Regions from separate parts of the Sus scrofa genome. Here all the other regions are linked to region 2. Evidence: chromatin contacts called from public Hi-C and promoter capture Hi-C data. All regions are on one chromosome and are shown on one strand. The core of a region is the stretch at or near the end of the contact, and the rest is flanking DNA. Distances in the headings are between cores, read along the strand shown.

Region 1 (4,161 bases), core at 961-3,460, 280 kb after region 2:
CCCACATCTTCATGCATACTAGCTGAATTCATTCCTACTGTGCCACAATGGCAACTCCCTAAAAAGTTTTTTAAAAACTAAAAGAACGTTGGAGTTCCTGTTGCTCAGCAGTAATGAACCAGACAAGTATCCATGAGGTTTGATCCCTGACCTTGCTCAGTGGATTGAGGCTCTGTCATTCCCGTGAGCTGTGGTGTACATCGCAGATTCAGCTCAGATCCCACATTGCTGTGGCTGTGGTGCAGGTTGGCAGCTTATAGCTCCAATTAGACACCTAGCCTGGGAACTTCCATATGCCTTTGGTGCAGCCCTAAAAAGCGAAATAACAACAACAACATAGGTTCAGCCATCATAACAAAATGTTAGTTGGGAATATTCCAAGTAGACACACACACGACTTTACTATAACTTATCAATATTGGATACAATCAATAATACACTGGTGCCCAGAGGATCAGACCAGTTGTACAGCTCCGTACAGAGTATGCTCAATAACAAGGTTTGTTGGAGTGTCATGCAATTCTGCACAACACCGACTACTCCAAAACCAAAAACCGATGGAAACACTGGAATATGAGGAAATTTTATCATTAGGTTTTTTCAAAGGCTTAAAAAAATTTACTAATAAAAAAGGGGGTGAGGCATTAATTATAAAGAACCACTACTTCCACCAAAATTTAGTAGAGAACCTAATAATAGATCATGGAGTATTACAATGGCTCTTGCTCCTCCTAAAAGTAGTATTTATTTATAAATCTGACTCACGTTCTCAATGAACTGGGTATTAGACAGCATAAGGAAGTCATTGAAGACATTATGCAGGCGACAATCTGTGGCTTTAGTTTCCCGAATTAGTCCATCCACTTGTTTCTTGATTTCATGGGTCCTAGAGATAGTCTGCTGTGAGAATTCCTGTAGAAACTGTAGCAGCTATTTAAAAAATAAACATACAGTAGTATCAATATTATACACATCTATTCTGCATATCAAAACAGGAAAGAACCCATTTCCTTTTGTGTGTGTGTGTTGGAATGTAAAAGGGATTCTGCTTTTGACAGCTTTATGACCAAGTAGCATCAAAAAACATTAAGAAAGTTCATCAGCCTTGAGCTGTGGTGTAGATCGCAGACGTGTCTCAGATCTGTCAGGGCTGTGGATGTGGAGTACCTAGGCCAGCAGCTACAGCTCGGATTCCACCCCAAGCCTGGGAACCTCCATATGCCGCGGGTGTGGCCCTTAAAAAAAAAAAAAAAAAAAAAGAAAGTTCATCAAAACAGCGGCAACGAGTCAACGGATACTTGCCATCTCATTTTGGGAGGAATTTTTAAGTCCTGTTTGGTTGTCATTCTACAGGGATTGCAAACGAAAGCCAAAACAACAAACCACTACTTTTATCCAAAAATCCTACTTCAAATGGGACTTTGGAATGACCATTTTCAGTTTACTGGGTGGGCCCTTAGCTAAAAAGTCTCACTCAAGGATATCCATATACTAGTTTTTCTACTGCCCCACTCAGTCCAGGTCCCAACATGGAATTGACGAAGTAATGCCATTGTAAGCCTGCGGAGCGGCGGAAGCCGATTTCCCAGCTCAGGATGGAGTTGGTTGCCGGTCTGGAAAACCCCAACGAGGAAAACAGCCGGGTGTCCAGGCCGCTGTCTGCTTGGGAGCGCTCAGAGGGCTAAGGACAACCGGCCCACCACCGCCCAAGTGCCTGGGGATTGCCGCCGGGGAGTTTTTGAGGGCAAGAAGAGATGTGTTAAGTCGATGTTTATGGGGAGTCCCATCCTCCCTCCCGCATCACCCCGGATGAGTCGCCCTCCCCTCCCGTCCCTGGGCCCGCCTCTCACGCCCGCGTCGGCCGCCAGCGACCAGCTTTGGCTGCTTCTGCGGATCTCTTCCACCGACCAGGGCCGCTCCCACACGGGCTCCGACGCCGGCGCCCGCTCCTGGTCGGGGGTGGTCTGGTTCATCTGCAGCGGGAAGGACGAGAAGAGGCGCTGAGCTCCGGGAGGGCAGAGGGGGCCGGGGCCCAACCCTCACCCAACCTGCCACTCTCACCATCCTCGCCGCGCAGCCTCACGGGCTCCAAGGGCCCGCAGGACGCACCCGCTGAGCCTGGAAGGTCTCTGGAAGCCGAACTTCTCAGTGGTGCCTCAGGCACGTGACTGTAGATCACATGACCCCGGCGCCGGTGACCTGCCCCTCATGTGACCGGCAGTGGATGGCTGCCGGACTGCCGGAAGGAAGGTGCAGAAGCCGGCTGGGGACACTAGACCTCTTCTAAGAGGCCTGTGGCCACATGGATGGACCTAGAAGTTATCATACTAAGTGAAGTAAGTCAGAAAGACACCTATCATATATCACTTAGATGTGATATATATATGACATAAATGAGCCTATCTATGAAACAGACTCACGTTCACAGAGAATTTGTGATTGCGGAGGGGGGTCCGGAAGGGATGGCTGGGGAGTTAGGGATTAGCAGATGGTGACTAATGTACGGAATGTGTAAAAAACAAACTTCTATTGTATAGCCCAGGGAACTATATTGAATATCCTGTGATAAACTTTAATAGAAAAAGAATATGAAAAAATGTGTGTATAACTGAATCACCGTTATACAGCAGAATTTGAAACATTGTAAAGCAAATATACTTGAATAAAGTAAATTTTTAAAAATCTATTTCACTAAAAGAAAAAAAGCCTGCAGCCGGGCTATGGTGGCGGGAGTTGGAGAAAGGAAGGGTGCAGACGCCAGGGGGAGCTGAAGGGGTGCGTCCGACGGGTTGCATTTTAAGCTAGAGGGCAGTTGGCAGGGTGTGATCAGCCCGGAAACGCCTGGCAGCGAGGTATGTTTAGAGAGAAGGGCCAAAGGGAGAACCAGCCTAGGAGTTTTAAACGTTCCAGGCGGTGGGCAGAGGAAGAGCTCGCTGCTGCATCTCTTCCTTGCTGCATCTCTGCTGCCTGTCGCGGGGTCAGCGCACAGGCGCCCAGATTTACTGGATGGTGACTGTTTAAAATCCTTTACTCGCTAGCCAGTGCCCTCAGATTCAAGTTCAAACTCCTCATATAACAGGCAAAAGCCCTTTAATATCTGATTCCTGCCTACGAATCCTTCTTCAACGTGCCCAGCTTCCCCACCAGCGTTCTGCGACCCCTCACACTTCCTTGAAGTTCCCTCTGCGGAGTCCCTCTTCCTCCAGACCAACTTACTTTTTAAAATGAAGATCCCTATTTCTTTCCATTCTTTTTCGGTTTTGTTTTTTTGTTTTTCTTTTTTGGCCACTCCACAGCATGTGGAGTTTCTAGGCCAGGGATCAGATCGAGTCGCAGTTGCGACCTAAGCGCAGCTCTGGCCACCTGGGATCCTTTGGCCATCCTGGGATCCTCTGGGGCGGGGTGTCAAACCTATGTCCCAGGGCTTCCACGACGCCCATGCCACAGTCGGAACTCCATTTCTTTCCATTCTTATGTGCCCATGGGCAAGTTATTTTAATCCTTATGAGTTTTCCTCCTCAGTAAAAGGAAGTTACATGTTTTGCAGGAACTGTGGTAACATTTGTAAACAGCACAATGCCTACCATACTGTGAGCATTAAACATAGATTTTACCACTTCCTCAGTGGCCTCTGTTTATCAAACTCTTGAGCTTTCCATTGTTTTTGCCTCTGTCTCTCTAGTGAAGACTTCCCTAATTCCCAAGGATAATTTTAAATGCCCCCCTCAGTTATTTTCTAAGGGTTCACACAAATATTCACCGTAGACTATCATAAGTGTATTGTAATTTACTTATCTATCCTTTTTAATAATAATGTCTAACATTTATGAAGCACATATAATGTATCAACTGCTTTATATGTATTAATTCATTTAATTCTCACAATGACTCTGTGAGGTGGTTACTGTTATCCCCATATTTTACAGTGGGGAAACTGAGGCACAAAGAGAATAACTTACTCAGGGTTGGACAACTAGTAATGAAGCAGAGCCAGGAACCTACACCATTAGCCACTATGTTACACTATAGCTAGTCTTAGTTTCTTAAGAGAACTTCATTGTTGGTTTTTTGTTTGTTTGTTTGTTTGTTTTTGTGGGGTTTTTTTTTTAGCAGTGCCTGCAGCATATGCAAGTTCCTGGGTTAGAAATCAAACCTACACCA
Region 2 (4,679 bases), core at 2,165-4,664:
GATCCTTGACTCACTGAGTGAGGCCAGGGGTCGAACCTGCATCCTTGTGGATACTAGTCAGATTTGTTTCCTCTGAGCCACAATGGGAACTCTTTTTTTTTTTTTTTTTTTTTTTAATAATAGCTTCCTGACAGGTGTGAGGTGATACCTCCTATGGTTTTGACCTGCATTTCCCTGATGATTAGTGATGTTGAGCATTTTTTTCACATACTTGCTGGCCATCTGTATGTTTTCTTCAGAGAAATGTCTGTTAGAATCTTTTGCACATTTTTTAATCAAGTTATTGGTGGTTTTGCCATACAGTTCTAGAAGTTAACTTGTATATTTTGAAGATTAACCCCTTACCAGATATATGCTTTGCAAATATTGTCACCTATTCTGTAGGTTGTATTTTCACTCCGTTGATTGTTTCCTTTGCTGTGCAGAAGCTTTTGAGTTTGATGCAATCCCATCTGTCTATTTTTGCTTTTGTTCTTGAGAAAGGGGTTCCCCGCGAACCTTCTGAACCACCAAGGGTCTGAACTAGTGATCAAGCAGTTGGGCATGGTGGGCTGTCCAGTGAGCAACTGGGAGATGGGACCAAGCAAGGACTCTGGCTCTTGGCCAGCATCAGGAGGACCTCAGTCTGGCTCAAAGCTCATGCTGAGCTGCACCTCTCTCCCCCATAGAGCGGGTTATGAATCATTGGCAGGAAGACTTCATGTTTGGCTACCAGTTCCTGAACGGCTGCAACCCCGTGTTGATCCAGCGCTGCACGAAGCTGCCCAAGAAGCTCCCGGTGACCACAGCCATGGTGGAGTGCAGCCTGGAGCGGCAGCTCACCCTGGAGCAGGAGGTTGAGGTAGGACCCACTTGGCTGAAGATGGTGGCCCAGGCCAGAGTCAGCTGAGATATCCAGGTCGCAGTCTATCAGGCAGAAACCACTTCCGACCAGCCAATGCTCGCTGGTCCCTAGGCTGCTATCTCCAGGCTCATCTGCTCATCTGCCTAGCTGACAGCGAGATTTGGCTGCCCTCAGTGGTCTCTTCCTTTTCCTGAGCATTTAGGAAAACTGTCTCGTCCAACGCAGGTAGAGGAATTGAGAGTAATATTTTTCCATGATGCTCAGTTCAGAGAGCATAATATCCATATTTTCAATATCGATATCATAATTAAAAGAGCTCTCTCGAATGAGGGGCCTGCTGTGAGCCAGGCATCGTGAGAGATGTTTTACACCCTCCCTCTGCCCTGGCTGGCCAAGGGCACCATCCTCTCCTTCCCCAGACCTTGTCCCATATGCCTCGGACAGACTGCTGAGACACCTGCTCAGGCTGGTGTCAGACAACTGCCAGGGTCCTCCAGTCTGAAAAAGAGGAAGATGGTGGCCAGGCTTTAGGCCTCTCTGGTGTTTGGTCCCCCTCAGCCAAGGTTCCTGAAGCCCGGTGACAATGGCCACAGCGCGCCCTCTGTAGGTGGAATCGTGAACACCCAACTCACTTGAGGACCTGCTGACATGCCTCTACCACATTGTAGCCCAGGATCTGCTTCCCCAGCCTGACTGAAACCCCTGCCTCCATTACTTGCTTAAAACACAAAAGGGGAGTTCCCGTCGTGGCGCAGTGGTTAACGAATCCGACTAGGAACCATGAGGTTGTGGGTTCGGTCCCTGCCCTTGCTCAGTGGGTTAACGATCCGGCGTTGCCGTGAACTGTGGTGTAGGTTGCAGATGCCGCTCGGATCCCGCGTTGCTGTGCCTCTGGCGTAGGCCGGTGGCTACAGCTCCGATTCGACCCCTAGCCTGGGAACCTCTATATGCCGCAGGAGCGGCCCAAGAAATAGCAACAACAACAACAACAAAAAAAACAAAAAAAACACAAAAGGCTTTAGAAGAAGCACCTCTTGTCCCCTCCATGAACTCTTTCAGCTGTGGCCTGAGCAGACCCAGCCCTGTGAAAGGAGCCCTCATGACGCTCAGGTTAGGCTCCATCAAGGGACTCAAGTGTAGACTGGGAAAGGCTGCTTTCTACCTCCCCCAAATCCCAGGCACGTTTCTAGTTTATGTTGAAGTATATTTATAGAAAAGGGCACAAATCAGGATCAGGAGTGGCAGTAAATTCAGTGAATTTATACCAAGTGACTTTGTCATGCCACCAGCCTCAGACCAAGACACAGAACACACCACTCTGACAGTAGCCCCCCAACCCCTGCAGGTTCCCTCTTGCCCTTGTAAACATCCCTCACCCCTGAAGATCCACCTCTAAAGACCTCCCTTGGCCCTGAAGACCCCCTCCTGACCCTGTGGACACCTGCCCCTGTAGGCCCCACCCCTGCAGAACTTCCTACCTTCAAACCTGCTTATCTATTTCATCTAAACTCTGTGTTCTTTCTTCTTACACTATCATTCTGGGTAGTCTTTCAACATCTTTCATGAGGGTCAGGCAGACAGCAGGTTCAGCACTTGCGAAAGTGGCCACTTCCGTTCGTTCACCTTACTGAACCCCACCACCACCACCAACTTTGGAAACTGATATCCATCAGCTGTTGAGTCAGAGGATAGAGAACGCTAAGTTCTGAACTCCAGGGCCTGCAGAGCGGTCCGTCCCTCCCTCTGGGCCTGAATCTTGGGTCGTCCATCTCTGGCTGAAACCGATTTGGACCTATTTCTTCCTGCCTCCTGCAGCAAGGGAACATTTTCATCGTGGACTTTGAGCTGCTGGATGGCATTGATGCCAATAAAACAGACCCCTGCACTCTGCAGTTCCTGGCCGCGCCGGTCTGCTTGCTGTACAAGAATCTGGCCAATAAGATTGTTCCCATCGCCATCCAGGTAGGCTGCCCAACCCTGTTCTCTTGCAGGGCGGCTCCACCCTCCGCAGCCAGGGGTAGGGGGGATTTCCTGGGTGGAGAGAATCTAGGGCTTTCTGGTGTTCCGACTGTGGCGCAATGGCGTCTGAGGAGCTCTGGAGCTCTGGAACGCAGGTTGGATCCCCGGCATGGCACAGTGGGTTCAAGATGCGGTGTTGCCGCAACTGCCATGTAGACCGAAACCGTGGCTTGGATCTGATCCCTGTCCCAGTAACTCCATATGCCCCGGGGCAGCCAAAAAAGAGGAAAAAAAAAAAAAATTGACCACAAATAGGGTTTATTTCTGGCCTCTCAATACTGTTCTGTTGGTCTAAACCACTCTGAGCCTCAATTTCTCCCCAATGTGAAAAGGGAATGGCAAGGAATACCTGCTTTGCCGGGCCATAGTTAGGACTGAGATAGCACAAGTACAGCCCCTAGCAGGCAGCAGCAGGTCTCCTCCTCCGTGAAGCACGCACCAGAGCATAGTAGGCGTCCCACCTGCTGCGCAAGCAGTGTGGGTGGGGCCAGGCTGTCGGAGCAAAACAGCAAAGAGCAAACACTGGGAGGGGCGGAGCTGTGCATGGTGGAAACAGAAAGAGGAAGGGCGGGACAATAAGAGGGGAATGACACGGGCGGGGCGGGACAGTAGGAGGGGCAGCAATGGGGGAAGGGCTTGGGGGATGGGCACTAGGGGAGGGCCGTTGGGAGGGGCGGGGACAGTGAGACTTTAAAACGGGCTGGAGTGGTTTCAGTGCTCACAGAACTTTATAATTTTACGAGAAAACCTGTTAATCCAAATTTTTATGAGAAATGATTGATATTTAAAGATTGACAGCCAATTGCATTCGTAAACAAACAAGAATATTGCGTAGGTCAGACTTCGCTCTTCTCCATGCGCTGCTCTGTCCTGGGTAAGCTCGAGCAGGCAGGAGCGGTCTGACCAGAGCCACTCTGTCCAGTGTGGGAGCTGGGGCCACCCATGGCTCTGGAGACCTTGAAATGTGGTTAGTCCCAACCAAGGTCTCTGTGAGTGCAAAGTACACGTCCGAATTTTGAAGACAGAATGAGAAAAAAAGAATGTCAAATATCCCATTAATAATTTTTTTATTTCCATGTTGAAATGAGATATTGGGTAGATTACAACTACGTTATTAACATAAAGTTCACCTGTATCTTTTTACTTCTATTACGGTGGCTGTAACTGAGCAGGACCCTATGGGACCTTCCTGAGACAGATTCCCCGCCCCCCCCCCCCGCCCCGTCCTCCGCCTCGTAAAACTGTGCTTGAGTTTACTAGCATATTAACATGTAAATAATGAGAAGCGTCCAGGTAAGAGCCTCCCGGGTCTCTCTGCTCCAGGTGAACACTGGGGGGCGCGCTGCTCAGCAGCGCGCACAGCGAGGGCCCCTGGCGACCGCATTTGGCAGCTCCGGGTCCGGCCACCAGCCGGCGTCCGCCGCGCCCCGGTGAGATCCGAAGCCGAGAGCGCGAGGGCTGCGCTGCTGCTCTGCGGCCCCCCTCGAGCCCGTGCTGGCTGGGGCGCTTTTTACCCCCACGGTGCTTCTTGCGAGTGGGCCAGCCCTTCCTGGCACTGGCGGCCCCAGAAGCGAGCCGCCTGGCAGCACCCACAAGTGCTGAACTCCCAGAGCTTCTTCTCAGTCATCGCATCTTTCAGAGAAGGACACGATGCTGTGAGGTTGCGAGGCTGTGTGGGGCGCTGGGGGAGAGCCCCAGGAATGCAAGAGGCTGTTGTCATGGGCAAAGCTAGGGACCAGGGACTGGTGGCCAGGGAGGGTCAAACATGAGGTACATCAGAGGACAGATTACGGAGTTTGGGCACCTATTTTCTGGC
Region 3 (4,098 bases), core at 1,255-3,754, 350 kb after region 2:
TGTTGCAGTGAGCTGTGGTGTAGGTCAGACGAGGCTCGGATCCTGCGTTGCTTTGTCTGTGGCACAGGCTGGCAGCTACAGCTCCAGTTATACCCCTTGCTTGGGAACCTCCATATGCCGCAAGGGTGGCCCTAAAAAACAAAGCAAAACAAAAACCCAAAACCAACATTACAGAGAATCAGATCCTAAATTTCAGAAACTACTTATTAAAGAATTAAAGGGCTAGGGTAAGATACACATATTATAACCTTTGAATTAATGAATTTTGATATAAAAACAACCTTTTATTTTTTTGAACTGAGAATAAGTAGAAAGAACCTACCAAGTAAAGAAATGCCTCAAATGAAATTGCAGACTATTATTCTATAATTTATAATTTTTTTCCCTGAAAATGTGTACAAATGATCTTATACATATTGTTTCATCAGAGATAACCAAATTGGTAGTTGTATTTCAAACTTAGAAATTCATAGACCATAAGTTTCCTACGATTTTTTTTTTTCTTTTTTCTTTTTAAGGGCTTGGTCTTCTAGCAGTGAATTAGATGCTAGGAAAATAAGTAAAAAGTGGATATCTGTTTTGGAGGGGAAGGCCCGGTGGGAAGGGGGAGGAACAGTGTGACTGGAAGGAACAGAAATGACTTGCAGGAGTTCCCGTCGTGGCTCATCGAAGCTGACTAGGATCCATGAGGACGCGGCCCCGGCCTCACTCGGTGGGTTAAGGATCTGGTGTGGCTGTGAACTATGGTGTAGGTCGCAGATGCAGCTTGGATCTGGCATTGCTCTGGCTGTGGCATAGGCTGGCAGGTGTAGCTCCAATTGGACCCCTAGCCTGGGAATCCATATGCCGTGGGTGTGGTACTAAAAAGCAAAAAAAAAAAGAAGAAGTGGCATGTAGTCTTAGCCTCATTCGGAGGGACGAATGGAATGCAGAGTGGTTGTGATAAGATGTGAGATCAGAACCCAGGGCTCTTGTGCCTATCCTTCATACTTGGAAGTGTTTTGGTTATTCTGAGCCTATCATGACATGCAAGAATACTGTTTATTTTTGTTAGCATTATCTAAGGAAGAAGGTTCTGAAAAATTGTTATAATTTATTGAGAACTGTGAGAATGGACTGAGATTCCTAATGAAAGTTGTTCTGATAGTAACCCATTAGAATGTTAGTTTTGGAGTTCCCGTCGTGGCACAGTGGTTAACGAATCCGACTAGGAACCATGAGGTTGCGGGTTCGGTCCCTGCCCTTGCTCAGTGGGTTAATGATCCGGCGTTGCCGTGAGCTGTGGTGTAGGTTGCAGACGCGGCTCAGATCCCACGTTGCTGTGGCTCTGGCCTGGGCCAGTGGCTACAGCTCCGATTGGACCCCTAACCTGGGAACCTCCATACGCCGCGGGAGCTGCCCAAGAAATAGCCCAAAAAAAAAAAAAAAAAAAGAGTAGAATGTTAGTTTTAATCTCTAGTGTTCACAAATAAAAATAATTTATGGATGATAATAAACTAAAGGAAGAAGAAGCTGGTCAGAGGGAGAGAATTCAGGACTAGATCCTAAGAGTCCTAGTTCTAAAGACAAATCTACCTTTTATGGCTATGGCCCTTTAGATGGTCATTTAAAGTATCTAGGCCTTTGTGGTTTCTTTTATAAAAATGAGAGTAGTCTCTAAAGAGATCATTATGGTTTTTTCCAACTTTAAATTGTGGTTTAAATTGTGTTGGTCACAAGAGAGTTACAGCTCTTAGGAAATTTTTAAACTTGTGATAAGTACTTAGCTTCGTTTGTGACTTCGTTGCTCAATTCTGGTTCCATGATCTTTGGATTTCATAACTAGGTTTGTGCAAAGCATTGTGCAAAAGGGGCATATATAGTTTATAGAACTCTTCAAGGAGAGCTCCAGGTTTCCCTGGAGCTTTATTTATTTGTTTGAAGGATCTGTGTGTTTCCCTCTTGATTTCTTACCTCCCCCAAAACCTAGGACAGGGATCCTAGGGGCAGGGAAGTTTTAGAAAGCACTTAGACATTTAACTTGTCTCAAAAAAAAAAAAAAAAATCATGTGTAAGGCACCCTAATTTTGAAGGTGGTAAAGCAGTAGTTCGGATTATAAAGGTAAAAGAAAAAGACATTTTTAGTAGTCTTTCATTGATTTGAATTTTAGAATTAGAGCTGAAATCCAGTCTTTTCACTGGTAAGAAAACAGGCAAAAAATGTATATACTTGGTGTATATTAGAGGGTTTAGACTATTGAGTTTTTGCCATGAAAACAACTTGCCTTTTGCTATGTTAAATAGTGAGAGTGTAGATGGGGAGCTAGTTTATTATTAAATATCCTTCCCCCTAAGTCTATGAAGTAGGTATTGTTATCTTCATCTATAATTAGGACATTAGGTTCAAAAAGGGTAAATGATCCGAAGTTATAGCATTGATTAATGGCTGTATGAGTCTAAGCCAGGGCGTCCTCACTTCAAAGCCTTTTCTAGCGTCAGTACTGTTTTCTGTAGTCCAAAGGTTGAAGTTCCTTAGGTCCCCATAACTCAGCTAAACCTAAGAACAAAAACAGCAAAAGCCTTAAAAAATGTGGTGTATACGAGGCTGGGTTAAGTGATTATAGGCAGATGTTGTCTCTCTTTAACTTCACTGCAGCACTTGGTAGCTACTGTCATTGTCTCTGTTTTTTTTTCCCAGAGGATATTGAGGTCCAAAAAGGTTAAGTGTCTAGCTCCTGTGTCTCAAGTTTGCAAATAAAGCCAGAATTCTGGTTTTGTAGACCTCAGAGTAATCTTTTAACCCTCATGCTCGTTACACTGGTTGTCTAACCTGAAACAAATGGTAAATTGTTGAAATTGCCCATGTGAGCTAGATAACTTATTTGAGTCTCTTTGGATGTGACATTTTATAAAACTAGCTCAGGCTTCACTTTATGGTGGTTTGAATTCACCTGTGTGGAGGAATTCTTGGTTTCAGCTTGGAGGGCTTCCTCCTCACTGAAGGCAGACCTTTGCACAGCTCCTTTCTTGGAATCTAGGCTTATGGAAGCTGACTGCCCCTTGACTGCTCCACACAGCAGGGGCAGCAAAGGGACAGGCATCCCAGGACTGGCATAAAGAAATTAAATAGGTTCTTTTTTCTTTTTTTCACTGTTAAAGTTTTATTGAAATGTAGTTGATTTACAGTTGATTTACAGTGTTGTGATAATTTCTGCTGTACAACAAATTAATTCAGTTATACAGGAACACACATCCATTCTCTTTCAAATTCTTTTTGAAACAGGTTTTTCTTAGTGGCTAACAAATGGGCTCTAAAGACCCTTATTCTAATAAGATGCCTATTTCATTTTAATTTGAAAACAAAGGATAAATACGTAGGGTAAAAAATCCATTTTGTAACTTTTAAATCTCCTACCTTCTTTTCTCAGCTGATAAGGGGAAAATCCAATTTATGTACTTTTGTCATATTCTGTTCTTGTTAGGCAATTGTATAGTACTTGTGATTGACTTGAGAAGACTTACTTCTGTAAGTTAGTACCATGGGCATTTGAATTTGTCTTCCACATGATCTAGAGCTCTAGGGCTTTTGACATTGTGAAGCAGCATTTTGTTTAATTTTACTGATTAAATTTTCCTCTGAGCTAGGCATTGTGGCATTCCATATAAATCCTTAGGTGAGGACCTACGGGTGGAAAATTGGGCACTGGTAAAAGTTGCTAATACATTTGAAAAACAGCTAAACGTGCTTTGCACATAGCTAATTTAAGTGCAAAATGAAGTAATTTCTGGTAATGAGGTGATACTCCACTCTCGGAATATGAGTCAGCTTTTCACTCATGTTATGCAGGTATTTTTCAAAGTTCCAACAACGTGCACCAAGTGTACACTAATGGGTGCTTAAAACAAGGCAGCTTACAGTGTAAAAAAGTATCAGATAGCTACATTTGGTGTTTTTTAAGAGTTGGCAAAAATCTCCAAGGGGATTCCTATTGAATTGGGTTCATGAAGCCCTTCTGTTTTAGAGATGAAAATGGGCAAACAGACTGTGGCAACAAAATAGCAAGAGGAAGTCAGAAAATTTCCTGAATCTTTCAGTTCTTTATAGGATCTCTAGTTCCT

Evidence for each region. Promoter capture Hi-C pulls out the DNA fragments that hold promoters and counts their contacts. A called contact is a pair of places that touch in the nucleus more often than the background predicts.
Region 1: a contact with region 2 is called in a promoter capture Hi-C map of fetal liver, with 5 times the contacts expected there. The contact joins the promoter of LOC100522401 here to the enhancer-like site in region 2. A contact is called at or near these places in 4 of 5 promoter capture datasets (fetal liver, fetal skeletal muscle and liver), 5 of 47 Hi-C or Micro-C datasets (fetal liver, heart right ventricle, liver and 1 more) and 2 of 2 datasets of contacts at active chromatin or transcription factors (alveolar macrophages and skeletal muscle).
Region 3: a contact with region 2 is called in a Hi-C map of liver, with 4 times the contacts expected there. The contact joins two enhancer-like sites. A contact is called at or near these places in 5 of 47 Hi-C or Micro-C datasets (embryonic fibroblasts, heart right ventricle, liver and 1 more).

What each region holds. Positions count from the first base shown.
Region 1 is chr14:90,580,448-90,584,608 of Sscrofa11.1, reverse strand. It overlaps LOC100522401 (WASH complex subunit 2A), which reads right to left and starts at 2,210. Exons shown (of 33, transcript XM_003133111.6): 1 at 2,062-2,210; 2 at 1,851-1,973; 3 at 766-930. The coding sequence starts at 2,064.
Region 2 is chr14:90,865,921-90,870,599 of Sscrofa11.1, reverse strand. It overlaps ALOX5 (arachidonate 5-lipoxygenase), which reads left to right. Exons shown (of 15, transcript XM_021072736.1): 6 at 669-841; 7 at 2,660-2,806. Among named protein-coding and RNA genes, the nearest start is that of ALOX5, 39 kb to the left of the region's middle. Within about 2 kb of position 3,414, at least 62 of the 83 cell types and tissues checked have an H3K27ac peak or open chromatin away from gene starts, as enhancers often do. A contact at or near this core is called in alveolar macrophages, fetal liver, liver and 1 more, where this site is marked.
Region 3 is chr14:90,518,222-90,522,319 of Sscrofa11.1, reverse strand. The region is part of intron 1 of NCOA4 (nuclear receptor coactivator 4); the gene reads left to right. Among named protein-coding and RNA genes, the nearest start is that of NCOA4, 11 kb to the left of the region's middle. Within about 2 kb of position 2,504, at least 12 of the 83 cell types and tissues checked have an H3K27ac peak or open chromatin away from gene starts, as enhancers often do. A contact at or near this core is called in liver, where this site is marked.